2 separate regions of the Gossypium hirsutum genome follow, and region 1 is linked to region 2. The links are chromatin contacts, called in public Hi-C maps. All regions are on one chromosome and are shown on one strand. Each heading gives the region's core, a stretch centred on a gene start, on an enhancer-like site or on the middle of the called end of the contact. The rest is flanking DNA. Distances are from core to core; before and after follow the strand shown.

Evidence for each region. Hi-C and Micro-C count contacts between places; a contact is called where the count stands out from the background.
Region 1: a contact with region 2 is called in a Hi-C map of leaf, with 4 times the contacts expected there. The contact joins the enhancer-like site here to the promoter of LOC121217902 in region 2. A contact is called at or near these places in 3 of 34 Hi-C or Micro-C datasets (all in leaf).

What each region holds. Positions count from the first base shown.
Region 1 is chrD05:26,625,384-26,632,584 of Gossypium_hirsutum_v2.1, forward strand. LOC107905220 reads right to left here. Exons shown (of 3, transcript XM_041094502.1): 3 at 6,444-6,711. The coding sequence ends at 6,703. Among protein-coding and RNA genes, the nearest start is that of LOC107905220, 6.0 kb to the right of the region's middle. Within about 2 kb of position 3,683, at least 6 of the 9 cell types and tissues checked have an H3K27ac peak or open chromatin away from gene starts, as enhancers often do. A contact at or near this core is called in leaf, where this site is marked.
Region 2 is chrD05:26,563,968-26,570,907 of Gossypium_hirsutum_v2.1, forward strand. LOC121217902 (oxysterol-binding protein-related protein 1C) reads right to left here and starts at 2,136. Exons shown (of 10, transcript XM_041094497.1): 1 at 1,202-2,136; 2 at 750-1,106. The coding sequence starts at 1,801.

The sequences.
Region 1 (7,201 bases), core at 2,433-4,932, 63 kb after region 2:
AGATTTTTATTTTGGAATTTTTTGTACATCACAAACTTTTTTCACTCACATATATTGATTATGTCATTAATTGAGTTGCTTTTACAAGTCAACTCGACACTGATGAGAGTTTTTTTTTAAAATGTAAGTTACTACTCTATATATGATTCAATTATTAAATAAAATATTGGGTAAACTACAAAAATAGTCACTTTTGTTTGCTTCAAATTACATTTTAGTCACTAATGATTGAAATGTTACGTTTTAGTTACTTACGTTATCGTTTTGTTACAAAGTGGTCACTCTACTGTTAGCCTCCCTAACGGCGGTCCTATATGGCAATAGAAATGAGTTTTAAATGCCAACTTAGATGTCTTACGCGGCAGTCCAAATTAAATTAAATTAATTAAGAACCTATTTTTATCCCAGCAACTGAACATCCAAGTTGGCATTTAAAGCCCATTTGGACTACCATGTAGGACTGCCATTAGAGAGGTAACGAAGTTTAATAGTATAGTGACCACTTCGTAACAAAATGATAATATAAGTGACTAAAACGTAACATTTCAAACATAAGTGACTAAAATGTAACCTGAGTCAAACAAAATTGACTATTTATATAGTTTACCCTAAAATCTTTTATACCCATATTGATGTTGAATTATTCTTTCACCAACATAATGACATTTTGATAATATGTTAAATAATGCTATCTAACATAATAACATTTTAACACGCTATAAAAAAATGGCAATACAAGCCAAAAAGCAATTGGAGTACATTTACTATTCTTAATCACATATATTTACCTATTTAACTTTATTTTTACTCACAATTTTAACTAAATTTTAATTTTAATTTCTTACATATTGCACATATGTTATTATTAGTTTCAAACTACATGTTTCGTTATTTGTTATTTTTAAACTCATTCATATGTTCTAAATGTGTGTTTTTCACTCGCATAATTGCTAGTATAAATTAAAACATTTTTATTAAAATATATAAAAAATAATATAGGATATTTTTTTATGTGTGTGAGAGAGGGTATAACAAATTTTCAATCATTACACATTTATTCTATTATAATTAATGACTCCATTAAAAATCACATTAGACGTTGACGTGTCAACTCACATGGTGATCTGTGTATCTTATTGCTACTACAGCACTATTTTATCTTATATATCACGTCAGTAAATAATTTAAAATTAAAGAATAAATTATAAATAAAAAATTAAGTTAATATATTTTAATATTCTTGCACAATTAAGTTAATATTTAAGTTTTTGTTTTTAACTTTGAAGAGTTTTTAAATTTGTTTTCATAATATTTTTTGAATTTTTGTAATTTTTTCAAAAAAAAATTTCAAATTATTTTGCATTTCTATTTTTTTTAAAATAATAATGTTTTTTTTCCTTTGGAAATTTGACAAACTTCTATAATCTTTTACATTTTTTTGTTATTTTAATTTGAAGGAGATTTTTTCTCATAATTTTTGAAAATTTTTATTTACAATTTTTTGAACTTTTCTAATTATTTTTTGAATTTTTGTTTATAAATTTTAAATTATGTTTTAACTTGACATATAGAGCAAAATAATATCATGTCACAAGGTTGTGGTCTAATTTACTCCAAATAAAAGAGTAAGGCTCACTTGAATAAAAGTGTAAAAAGCAAGAGCTAAAATTAATATATCATGGGTTATATATAAAAGGCCGAAAAAAGCCCATAATGAGACAATCAATCTTGTGACACTGATTCTGGGTTTGTTGAGCATTGATTCTGGTTACCTACCACACCAATCATATTGACATTCGAAACAACTACAAGTACTATCACATATACCTTATCATTTATGAAGGAATACATATTTAATACCATTTTTGAATTACCCCTTGAATTGGGACCAGGTTTCTGTACATTGAGCCGTTTTTTACATTTCCACACAGAGAAAGCCAAGACAACATGCTTGATGCCTGTTTTTTTTTTTTTTTTTCTAGTTCAAATACAATATCATTTCTATTGTACACTCCACATTCCTACGAACAAAATATGTCTAATTAGCTTCATCTTACTCACCATCTTTGTTAGGCTGAAAAGACAACCTTCACTCATCTTCTACTCTCAAGTGTTACTTTGACCCTTTATTCTTCTTCTTATTTTTGAAGTATCTTTGTCTGAATTTTGCATAGGTACAAAGAGAACTTCTAAAAAACTCATGCATGGAAAAGTTAAAATTAATTTTGGACATATTTAATTACACAGATACTCATATCCAGCCTTTTCATTATCCAGAAATGAAACTGACATTATCTTGACTCATCGTCAGCAAGAGAAGTCACGACCAACTGGGACTTTGCTTGTCGAGATAAATTCCAAGGATAACAGATAAATTATTATGATTTTACTGCTTAAATAAATCACCATGTCAAAATTGGCAACTCTGCATAGCAATGCAAAGACTGCCTTCAAGGTGTGGGAAGAGATATTCCAACACTTGAAACTACACTATGGCTTGTCTCACAAAACCTAACAACAACATCACACCGTGTGAATCAAGTAAGCAAATATAGCAACATGTCTCAAAACTAACAATTACTTAGTTGAATTCGAAATAGTTATAAGCACTCCCCAAAAACAATAGTTTCAAGAAAAGAGACAAATAACATACAAAAATAACTCCCCCCTCAACAGAGCATTTGCCGCATACATTACTCTCCCCTTTTGTAGCCTCAGGGTTTTAGCTGTCATTGTAGTATCCAGATTCTCTGTGTTCTTTTGCATGCTAAACACCACATTCAACAAAAGACATCACATATGTTTCAACATATCAAAATTTTGAGTCCTATCAAAATACCATGCATTAACTCAGTCCAACAAAGAAGAACAAAAATTGTTCTTACAACTCTTCAATAAAGACGGATGTGCAAACATCAGCTTTCACATTAAAAGCTATAATTAACCTAGCATCTCATTAACACAACATAGTACTTACGTCCTTCGCCTCTTTAATGGTTGTCACCTTATTTGCAAACTTCTCGAGCAAGAGATGTAATATCTTTCAAACTAGTTTCACCTCAAAATATTACTTGCCAAAAGTTCAAGCCTCACTAGTTATGTCACAAAATTTAACATAAAATTCAAAGATTGGCTCATTGTTATCAGACATTCGTAAAGATTCAAGGTAAGCTTTTAAGGTTTTGGTAGGCTGACTTTGAAAGTTACTTCATGGATGGTTTCAAGGATATTTCAAGCTTCACGAGATGAGATACACTTTGAAATCTTTATGTATTCTTGTTGATCCACCCCCATTGAAAATAACACACAATGCTTTTGAATTGAAATTCGCTACTTTATCATCTTTGGAGCAATGATGTTTAAACCGGACCGGCCGGTCAGCAAAAAATCGATTGAACAGGGAATTGGAAAATCCGGCGGTTGAACCTCCAACCGAAAAATGGGTAATACCGGTCGGACCGGTTTTTCAAAAAAAAAAAGAGCTTTTTCAGTCTGGGCAAGCCTGATAAAAAAAAAAAAACTAACTCGAGACCCACCCCCACCCAGGCAACCACCACTCTCGTCACTCTCCAGTCTCCAATATCCCTTCATGGCTTCACCATCCGGCTTTCAGCCTCAGATCTGCTTCCGCGTTCAGCCGCCTTCCATCCACTTCTTCCGCCGCCATCCTTGCTGAAAAATGAGAAAGTCAGAAAGATGGGCTTTGACCTTTGGCAGCAGAGGACAAATGATAAATTGAAAAGAGTTAATGATAGATATTTTCAGGTTTTCTTATTTTATTTTGCTTATGGCCTATGGGCCAAAAATAGATGGGCTGATTTAGTATTTTTAATAATTATTATTTTATATTATTAAACACTAAAATGGTCGGTTCAGTCATCAGACCAATTGAACCGAATATCGGTGGTCTGATCGATTTGACCATCGATCTAGTTCTGAAAACATTGCTTTTAAGGCCTAAGTCGTTTTAGCCTTTAGGATATGGACACCATTTGTTTTAGTGTAATGAGATTTCATCGAGTTAGAATTGATCTCCATGTTTTCCCATCAATAGATTGATGAAACCCCTCATCTAAGCTTTCAAACGAATATAATTAGTTTCATCCAAGAGTGATTGACGTATAGTTGAATAGCCTTCCTTCATACCTACCTACAGGACTACTAGGTATAATATCTCACCGAATATCTTGTGTGTAACAGTCCAATTTTGATCCTAATCGGAACAGTGGTTTCGGGACCACAAATTCGAATTAAAAAAAAATATTTTAATATTATTTTGTGTGTTTATGATGTGTGAATTTAATTGTGTGAAATTTTCATGTTTTAATTTTGTCGTTTGAGAGATTGATTAAAGAAAATAGCTTAATCGCGTAAAATGAAAATTTGGGGGTTAAATCTAAAGGTACCAAATTGTTGTTGTCTTTATTAAATGGAGGATTTATAATGTAATAAGGCCAAAATATAGTTAGTGGGTGGCAAAATACAAGTATAGCCTTATATATATGTATATATATATTTATATAAAGGTACTTAATAAAGTAAACTAATTATTAATGTTAGTGTATGTTTAATATATTAAAATTAAAGCATTATTTCTCCATCTTTTGGCTGAAACTAAGAACAAAGAAGATTGTTTAAAAGCTTTAATATATTCGGCACTTGCAAGCTTGATTGAGGTATGAATTTTGTTTTTTTTTTATTATAATTTTTACGCTATACATGCCATAAGATCGAATTCAAAATTTACAAAATACCGAGAGGAGTCAATAGTGTGATAATCTTCTCTGACGATCCCCGAGCTCATAACCAACTTCCAAAATCTATAAAACGAAGAACAACATACACACAGTAAGCTATTTAAGCTTAGTAAGTCATTTTCTTGTTTGTGTTCGGTTTTGGGCTGAATTATGGTTTAAGCATACTTTAATCATGGATTAGTATTTTATGGTTAGTATTTATATGGTAATGTATATATATGTGTGCATGGTGATTTCATTCAAGTGTTTTGGTAATTATGTGGCTGAAGTAATTAAGTTGTTATATTCATTAAGATAAGTAATGTTAAGTTAAGTGTCTAGGTTATGTATTATATATGAAATATATATGATTTGGTTGGATTTAGTAGTTAAGTGAATATAGGGGATGATTTATAAATTGAAGTATGCTTGTAAATGTTGGTGATTAATTACGTTTGGCTTATTGATAGAGTAAATGAATGTATATGCTGTCAAATTTTGATGTACAAATGCAGTCCAATTATATATGTATATGCTATCAAATTTTGATGTACAAATGCAGTCCAATTATATATATGTATATGCTGTCAAATTTGATGTACAAATGCAGTCCAATTATTTATGTATATGCTGTCAAATTTTGATGTATAAATGCAGTCCAATTTTGTATATATGCTGTCTAAATTTTGGTGTGAAAATGCTATCTAGTTTGGTATATAAATGCAGTTCAAATTGATGTATAATAGTTGTCCAAATAGGGTAGACCACCTATGTTGTAATATGTAGTATAGTTAGTAACTTGAAATGAAATATGTGTACAAATAAATGTTTGGAAATATGCTTGGATTTTGATATATAATCATATATGTTTGGAAATGTTTTAAGAATTTGAATGATATTAAATTTTGATTAGGTAAATGATAATGATATGGTTGAAATTTTAAGACATGGTTAGTATATGTAATTTGATTTATGATGCATGTTTGATTTTAATTGGTTATGTGTTTATATATATATGTATATATATATCACTACACCAAAACAGGCTTTTAGCGGTGCTTTTTTAAGCCTTTAGCGGCGCTTTGAGAAGCGCCGGAAAGAACGCCGCTAAAGATCGCGTCGCTAACTTTAGCAGCGTTTTTCGAAACAAACGCCGCTAAAGACCAAGACCTTTAGCGGCGCTTTTACCACAAACGCCACTAAAGACCAAGACCTTTAGCGGCGCTTTTTCCACAAATGCCGCTATAGACCACGACCTTTAGCGGCGCTTTTCCCACAAATGCCGCTATAGAACAAACCTTTAGCGGCGCTTCTCGCAAAAACGCCGCTAAAAATATAACCTTTAAAAAAATTTATTTTAATCAAATAATATTTATTTTTATGATAAATATTAAATTATGTTTTATTTTTTAAATTTGAACTTTAAATATAATTTTTAAGGATAAATAAAAAATATTATTTAAATTAAATTTTCTTTGAAAATTTTAAATTTAAAACTAAATATAAAAATTAATAAATTTAATTTTAGAATTTAAGATAATAAATTAATAACACAATTAAAATCCAAAAGTTAGAACTCAAGTTGTCATAAATATTAAAGTAAAAATAAAAATTTAAAATCAAAACTAAAATAAATAATACATATGAAAAATTAAAACACAGACAGTAATGAAAAATTAAACACCACACATAAAATTACACAAACAGTAACGAAAAATTAAACACCACACATAAAATTTATCAAACTAGTTAAGAAATACATGGTGCAGCCATGCAGTATAAATACAATAGAATCATAGGGTAATTTTCCATAAATATCTTCAGAGTACCAAGAACAATTTGTCACAAAATTATAAAACATGATAAAAAAAAAAAAGAACAGGTAGCAGACAAGCTATTTGTTACTTTTTGTTTTGCTTCCAAGGCTTCCTCAACTGCCTTCATCTTGGCAACAGAATCATCTTCATCATCCCTGCTTAAGAAAACAAAGAACCTATTGTTAAACAATTTAGAACTTGAAAAAGAAAAGAACCATGTTACTCGGACTTAGGTATGAGAAATACACAAAAAACAAACAAATAGGTCTGTCTATTTGTTTTGAAAAAAAATACACAAAATATTTGATATAATCTGCTCAAAAGATATTAATCATGTTACCTTTCAACCCCAAACAGCTTGAAAGAGTAAAGCAAAAAAAAAAAACAGAACCCCATTAATTCGAGCCTATGAACTAGTATGTAACTAAGTGCAAATACTGTGTATAAGGCACACGTACATAGCACATGTGCATAAAACAACTTAAACTAGGTTATTTGCAAGAAAATACCATATTTTACTTTGTTTCATTCAATGATATTCAGCATATATATTGACATTCGGATACAAATACCCATGTTACTCCAACTCTTCATTTTCTGAAGTACCTGTGTCTGGCATCCATATATACATATGTTTCGGACATAAGA
Region 2 (6,940 bases), core at 886-3,385:
GTACTTTGAGCAGAGTAATTTTAAGTTACTTTTCCATGTACATGTTGATATTCTCAAGGAAAAACAACACGAAAAGGACACCCCATAAAAGAGTCCCCTCCCTCCCCCCTCCCCCCTCCCCCGAGAAAAAAAAAACAAAACAAAAAAAGAATTACAAATTTTATCTGTACTCATGCTACTTGGTCAAAAGAATGCTCACATGTAATTAAATTATATCAACTGCAAGTTGAGGAATTTTAAAATTCTTCCACTATGAAGTAAAACCTTTGGATTACTCGAAGGCCACACACATCACATTTAATTTGCTCCATCAAATAGCCTACCACCAAATATCACCGATCCAACCACCAGCACAACTGCTACTGTCACCGCCATCAATGCCATACAAGTTCCACAACAAATGTCTCGCTATATTGACATTTATTTTATCTCGAATCAACCACAACACCACCAACATTTTATAAACTAAAGAGATGGAGACATATAAGACCAGACTCCTCTCAACTTCTATAACAGAGTATTAGCAAGAGGCACTACCGCCAAAAAAAAAAAAAATCTCCCCCCCCCCCTCTTATAAAAGCAAAATATCATCAAAATATTCCTTCATGATATCCTAAATATCATACCCCTTTATAATCTCTATGAAGAAAAAAAAAAGGGAAATCAATGAATTTGTTTTGAAAAAATCAATCAAGTTTTAATCAAATTGAATGAATAGGTATTGTATTATAATTAAGATAAACACATACCTCTAATTGACGCAAGGTATCAATGAGAAGACTTTGTTTCTGTTTAAGCAACACTAGATGGTTCTGCAATGCCGAGAATTCACTCTTCATAATCTGTTCACTATCTTGGATAGCCAATTCGTGTACCCTTTCCTGCATCAGCCGTTGCCTCAACTTTTCAGTTGAAACCGCCACATTGTCCATCGGAGCCATGAGCTCGCTATTTGACATCCTAGGAAACATATCTTTAACCGCCTGAAGCGCCTCCACCCACGCAACCCGATCATCCCGAGCCTCGGCTCGTAAATGAAGCCTCTTAGTTCCGGTGAAGATCGAGAATCTCTTATCATCTGATCTGCTCTCCCTTATAGAGGAAACCTGAGAAAAATTCAAGAATCAAATAATTGAAAAACCAAATCAAATTTGTTTTTGTTTTATTTTCCATTAATTCATTAATATTTCTATTTTTTAACCTTTAGGTGGACTTCACCAAAGGGTTTCCGACGGTTTTGGGAATGACGAGAAATGGAATTGCGATGTCGGGAGATAAGACGGAGAGATTCTTCGCCGATAACTTTGGATCCTCTTTCCGTTTCTTGGCTAACGACGATTTTATCAGGACCGTGGATTTTATAATATGATAAAACTCCGTCCTGCAAAACGAACCATCTCGGTTTCCAACCTTTCCCGTAATTCACCCATTTGTAAAGCACTCCCGATATTCCGTTCCCCACGATGTTGTTTATCTTCACATCCACTTGCGGCGGAGGAGCCGGAGCCGGAGCCAGATTCAGAGCCTTCGAAACCTCTCTTCCCAACGGTGTCCCATTTCTCTGGCTCATCCGATTCAAATCCACGCTACTACTACGGCGATGTTGATTGTTCTGATTTTGATCGGACTGGCACAGGATTTGGACCGTAGATCGAACCGAGTTGGATCTAAATGAAGAGCCGGAAGAGGAAGTGGTCGTTACGGTAGTTACAGGTGGATGAGGAGGCATGGCGACGTTGTCGGGTAAAGGTTTGACTGGGGAATGATCCGATACGGTGGAAATACAACAGAGAGGATGCATAGAATTGAACTTGCTTTTCTTTTTATTTAATAAAATGAAAGAATTAGAAGATTCCAGTAATGACGACGGCTGACGTCGCGTCGGAGCACGGTGGTTGCAGTTAAGCTTTTCATGGAACTGTTATTTTTTCTTGGATTGGCGTTTTTCAAAAGATTTCCTTTTCTTTTCTGCAGAACAATTTGCAGAGACGGTTACAAAATGACAGAAAAAAAAAACGACGGCGTTTTGAGCAAAGAAATTGGGCGTTGGAGTGAAGTTCGGCGGAGTATCCCGTGAGAGAGAAAAATCCGGTGAGGTTGAGTACTGGTTTGATTTGAATGAAGACTCTTAATAACGACGCAACGGATTGTCGATTTTTAAGGAGCTAAAAATCAGATAAAATTAAATTTGATGATTTGTGTGTATACATATTTTTTTATGGATTTATATCTTTTTTTTGTCATTTTAATTTAGATATTTTATGTATAAATTTTAATTTTTTTTGTCATCAATGTATTTTTAACTTATAATAATGATTAATTTTTTCGTCGTTGAAATACGTACAAATCGAATTTTAACCACATAATTAAAAGTTGAGTTGAGAAACCATCACATCGTATCTCTAAGTTGATCTCATTTATATTTTTGTAAATTTTATATAATAAAATTATTAAAAAAACAATATAGAAATCAATTATGTGTTTGGTTAAAATGATAAGGTTAAGATAATAGAAGTTTTTCGAGATAAAATTTTATTATAATAATATATATTTTTTAAGATAAGTCGAAACTCAATTGAAAGTTGGTATGAACTAATTTAAAATTTTAAATAATAGTATATAACAGAAAATTTTAAAATTGAAATATGACAATTGGATTGGGAAATAAAAATAATAGATATTATCTTTTAAGTTAAGGTAAGTTTAGATGGACGATTAAATTCGGTGTAGAATATTCATTCAAACCCACCTGTAGAAGGAAGGGCGTTGGATTGAATGCGGAAAGAAGTAGTTGAAGGGAAGAGTGGGACGCAGTGAGAATAAGAAAAGTGGAAGAAGGAGAGAAGGAAACGTGGAGGAAAACGAATGGTTGGAAAGATTGACATGAACTAAGCTGAAAGTAGGCTTTTGAGTGTACTAAATAAGGATAAAAGTGGTCCAATTTTCTGTATGCTACTCTAGTGGTAGTTTCTAAATCTTGACTGTCATTTTGCTCCACTCAACGTTACGTATTGCCTCTATTTGTTTTATTTATATCTTTTTAATTATATATTTTATAATTTATAAATACAATACAATTATAAATATAAAACCAAAAAAATTGAATCAAGTTCATACGTTACTTACGCACCCCAAATTTATCGACTCAAATATTCAGAACTTTTATCTTCACCAATAATGTTAATATCTCATTAGTACATGTGATTGGATATATTTATTAGTGTTATAAAAATTTTGATAACATATGTAACGGATACAATTTGATTTTATTTTCTTTTATTCTTCATTTTTTTTTACTTTTCAGTTCGGGATTTGTGATTGTTTCTTTTAACAATATTTTCTTCAAAATTCGAAACTATATTATTTCTATAGGAATGCAATATATCTTACAACTATACCTAACAATTGTTAAATATGATGCAATTTTTTAGAATACATCACGATCATCGTACTGTATATTTTAATATTACTGTTGTAGTTACATGATCAGGGATGAAATGAGGCCCTTTTAGCTCCTAGAAGGTTTAGTTTCCCTTTTTGTCCCTCTTAAAAATTTAGGGTTCATTTTTAATGATTTTAGCATTGATGAAATAAAAAATTATACTTTTGGCTCTTACAGAAAATTATTTATTCAATTTAAATCGCTTTTAACTTCTCCAAAAATTTTAAAAATTATCTCGACCAACCAATACAAGATTTTTTTACTTCACCCTTGTACATTATCCTTTTCTTCTTTCTATTAGATTTTATTGGCTACTAGATCTATCAATATTCAATGTAAAAATTGTGATTTTGATCTTCAAAATTAGCACACAAATAATTCAGATAATGTGGCTCTTTTTTTTTTATTTCTAAAGATGGGATATTAGAAAAGTTACATATGAGTAATTTGGGAACCATAACCCTAATATATAACATTTACAGATTAACTCTAATTTCTAATCAACCCATCATCAATTAGAAATTAGTTACTAGAGTATCTACACATATTTAACCCATATTTTATTTAATAAATAAAGCTCAATAAATCTTAACCAAGTTAGACCACTTTTAATTTGGACTAATCTTTTATGATAATAAATAATAACATGTAATTACTATAATTATATATGTGATGCCTATATTTTTCAACAACCTCCCACTTGGACCACATATATATTAATTACTTTAAAACCGAATTATTGCTTACATGTAAAACCGAATAATCGTCACATGTTTATTACCACAGTTGCACATGTAATTTTGTTAAATATTAACCTTCCTTTAGGCCAATCAATATTAATGTAACTTAAGTTACATGCACACAACCTTTCATATTTTAAAACAAAATAATTTCAATAACAGAGGTCACTTTGGCAACTTATTATTTCAATTAAGTTATTTAAATTTAAAATTTTCATTACAGTTAAAGGTCAAAACTAATTTTTTTTATTGCTTTATAAATTTCAAAATAACTCAAAATAAGGTTGTCTTAATGCCACCATCAGAACCAAAAACCTGAATTTGATGAATTTAATTAAATAATAATAATGATGAATTAGTCATAGAACGAAAACAATTCCTTTTGCCGACTAGACAATTCCATCATTACAGTGTTATGACTGATGCTTAAAAAAACATAATTCGTTTAGATATACACTAAAGCATTCAACATTAAAATTCCCAAAAAAGAAAAACATGGAATATGCAAATAAACAAACAGCAATAGAGCATGCTCTGAGAGAAAAACATCACCAGAACTAATAATTAAAAGTCAACAAAAAAAAAAGAAACCAAAGAAAAATTCCAGCAAAAACTCAAATTCCCAAAGTATATGAATAACATGTTTGTTATTGATTACTCACTTACCATATGCAAATCATAGAGAAAAGCAAAAAAGGGTAACAAAATAAGTGAACAAATAAGGTAGACCACCCAAAGTCCCAACAATAATATATTTATCAAATACACTATAATAACCCAGAAAAGTTCATTAGGCCACATGTGCATACATATGACATCATAATCATAAAAAATTAGTAATCCAATATTATAAACTATATGATTTTTTGAAGTTTTTTTCTTTTTTAAAGGAGGTGGAAACAAAAATTGAAGGCATGACCATGACTTTCAAAGAGCATGGCAGCGACTTTAAGAACGCCAAGAAGTTGATATTTAGATGGATTGGTATAACAAATATGGCTGAAATTACAGCAAAAAGGAGCAAATTCGAGGGATGATCGACACTTAGCAGCAGTAAATTGGAACGAAATTAATGGCAATTGGCAGTGCAATTGGAAGAAAGATTAAAAAGTTAATCAAGAACCGCATAAATCATAAACTTTGATCCTTCTAATAGTATATGAAAATGTTAGATCAATTTATATTTATAAAACCCTAAAACTTTAATTTAAATAATCAAAACCCAAAATTTTTTATCAAGTATCTCAAAGATTCAACATAGTATATAATTGAAATATCATAACCATAAAATTTAAAAATAACAAATCAATCCAAAAATAATAAAGAATCAATTCGTGCTCAATGATTCAACATGATGAGCTCTGGTACCACTTGTTAGAACTGTAAAACCAATATCTGATATAAAATTTTATTAACCATGATCTATCATGTTAAATCATCAATAACAAAACTAAATACGGAAGTGTACTTGAATCCGTTGATTTCTTGAAATATTCAATCTTATGGTTTTGATCTTTCAAATTACCACACAAGTAATTCAGATAATGTAACTCTCTCTTTTTTAAAGATGAGATATTAGAAAAGTTACGCATGTGTAATTTGGGGACCATAACCCTAATATATAAGTTTCGTGCATTAACCCTAATTTCTAATCAACCCACCATCAAGTAGAAATTAGTTACTAGAGTATCTACATATATTTGATCCATACTTAATTTAATAACTAAAGCCCAATAAACCTTAACTAAGTTAAATCACTTTTAATTTGGATTAATATTTTATGTTAGTAAACAATAACATGTAATTACTATTATTATATATGTGATGTCCATGTAACAACCCGTTTTCAGTGAAATCAGAACAATGATTTCGGGACTACAAATCCGAGTTAGAAAGAAAATTTATTTTAATATTATTGTATGGTCTGCATTATGATAGGAATGACGTACAAAAATTTCGATAAGAAAATTTTACCGATTTCATGTTTAATTATAGAAAGGACCAAATTGCATGAAATGCAAAAGTTGAATTCTAGTAGCTAAAAGGATTAAATAGCTATAGAATTCAAAATTTGAGGTCATTATATGGCAATTAGGCCATTAAATGGAGTTAGTAGATATTTATGATGATTCATCCATGGAAAATTAGAAAAAAGAAAAGGACTAAATTGGAAATTGAATTAATTAAATATGGGAACAACCTAATATCATCTTATTTCATCATCTTCCCCAAATTAAAATACATGGAAACCCTAACTAAGAGAAAGTGAGTTCAAGCAAGTTGTTTTGGCTGAATTAGGTATGAATTCTTGTCTTGTTTTTTAGTAATTTTTATATTTTCGATATCGTAGTAACCTAATCTACCTATTTTGGGGATTAATTTGTAAAGTTATCAAAGTATTAAAAGTTTTCCATGGATGAGTATGCTGAAATTTTGAAATTTATGGTAGAAAATGAAAGGTTGTTGATAGATAAATAACTTTTGTAAAGGAAATTTTTATGAAATTATTATTTAAGGACTAAATTGTAAATATGTAAAATTCATGGGAAATTTTTGAATTTTATGAATTTCATGGGCTGTAAATGTTATATAAAAATCGGTTAGGTTTGGAATAAGGATTAAATTGCATGAATTTCATTTTCCGAGCTTAGGGATGAAATCGTCATTTATTAAAAGTATAAAGGCAAAATGGTAATTTTTCCTAGGATATGAATTGGATGAAATTGAATGTGAATTTTATTAAAATGAGTTAAATTTA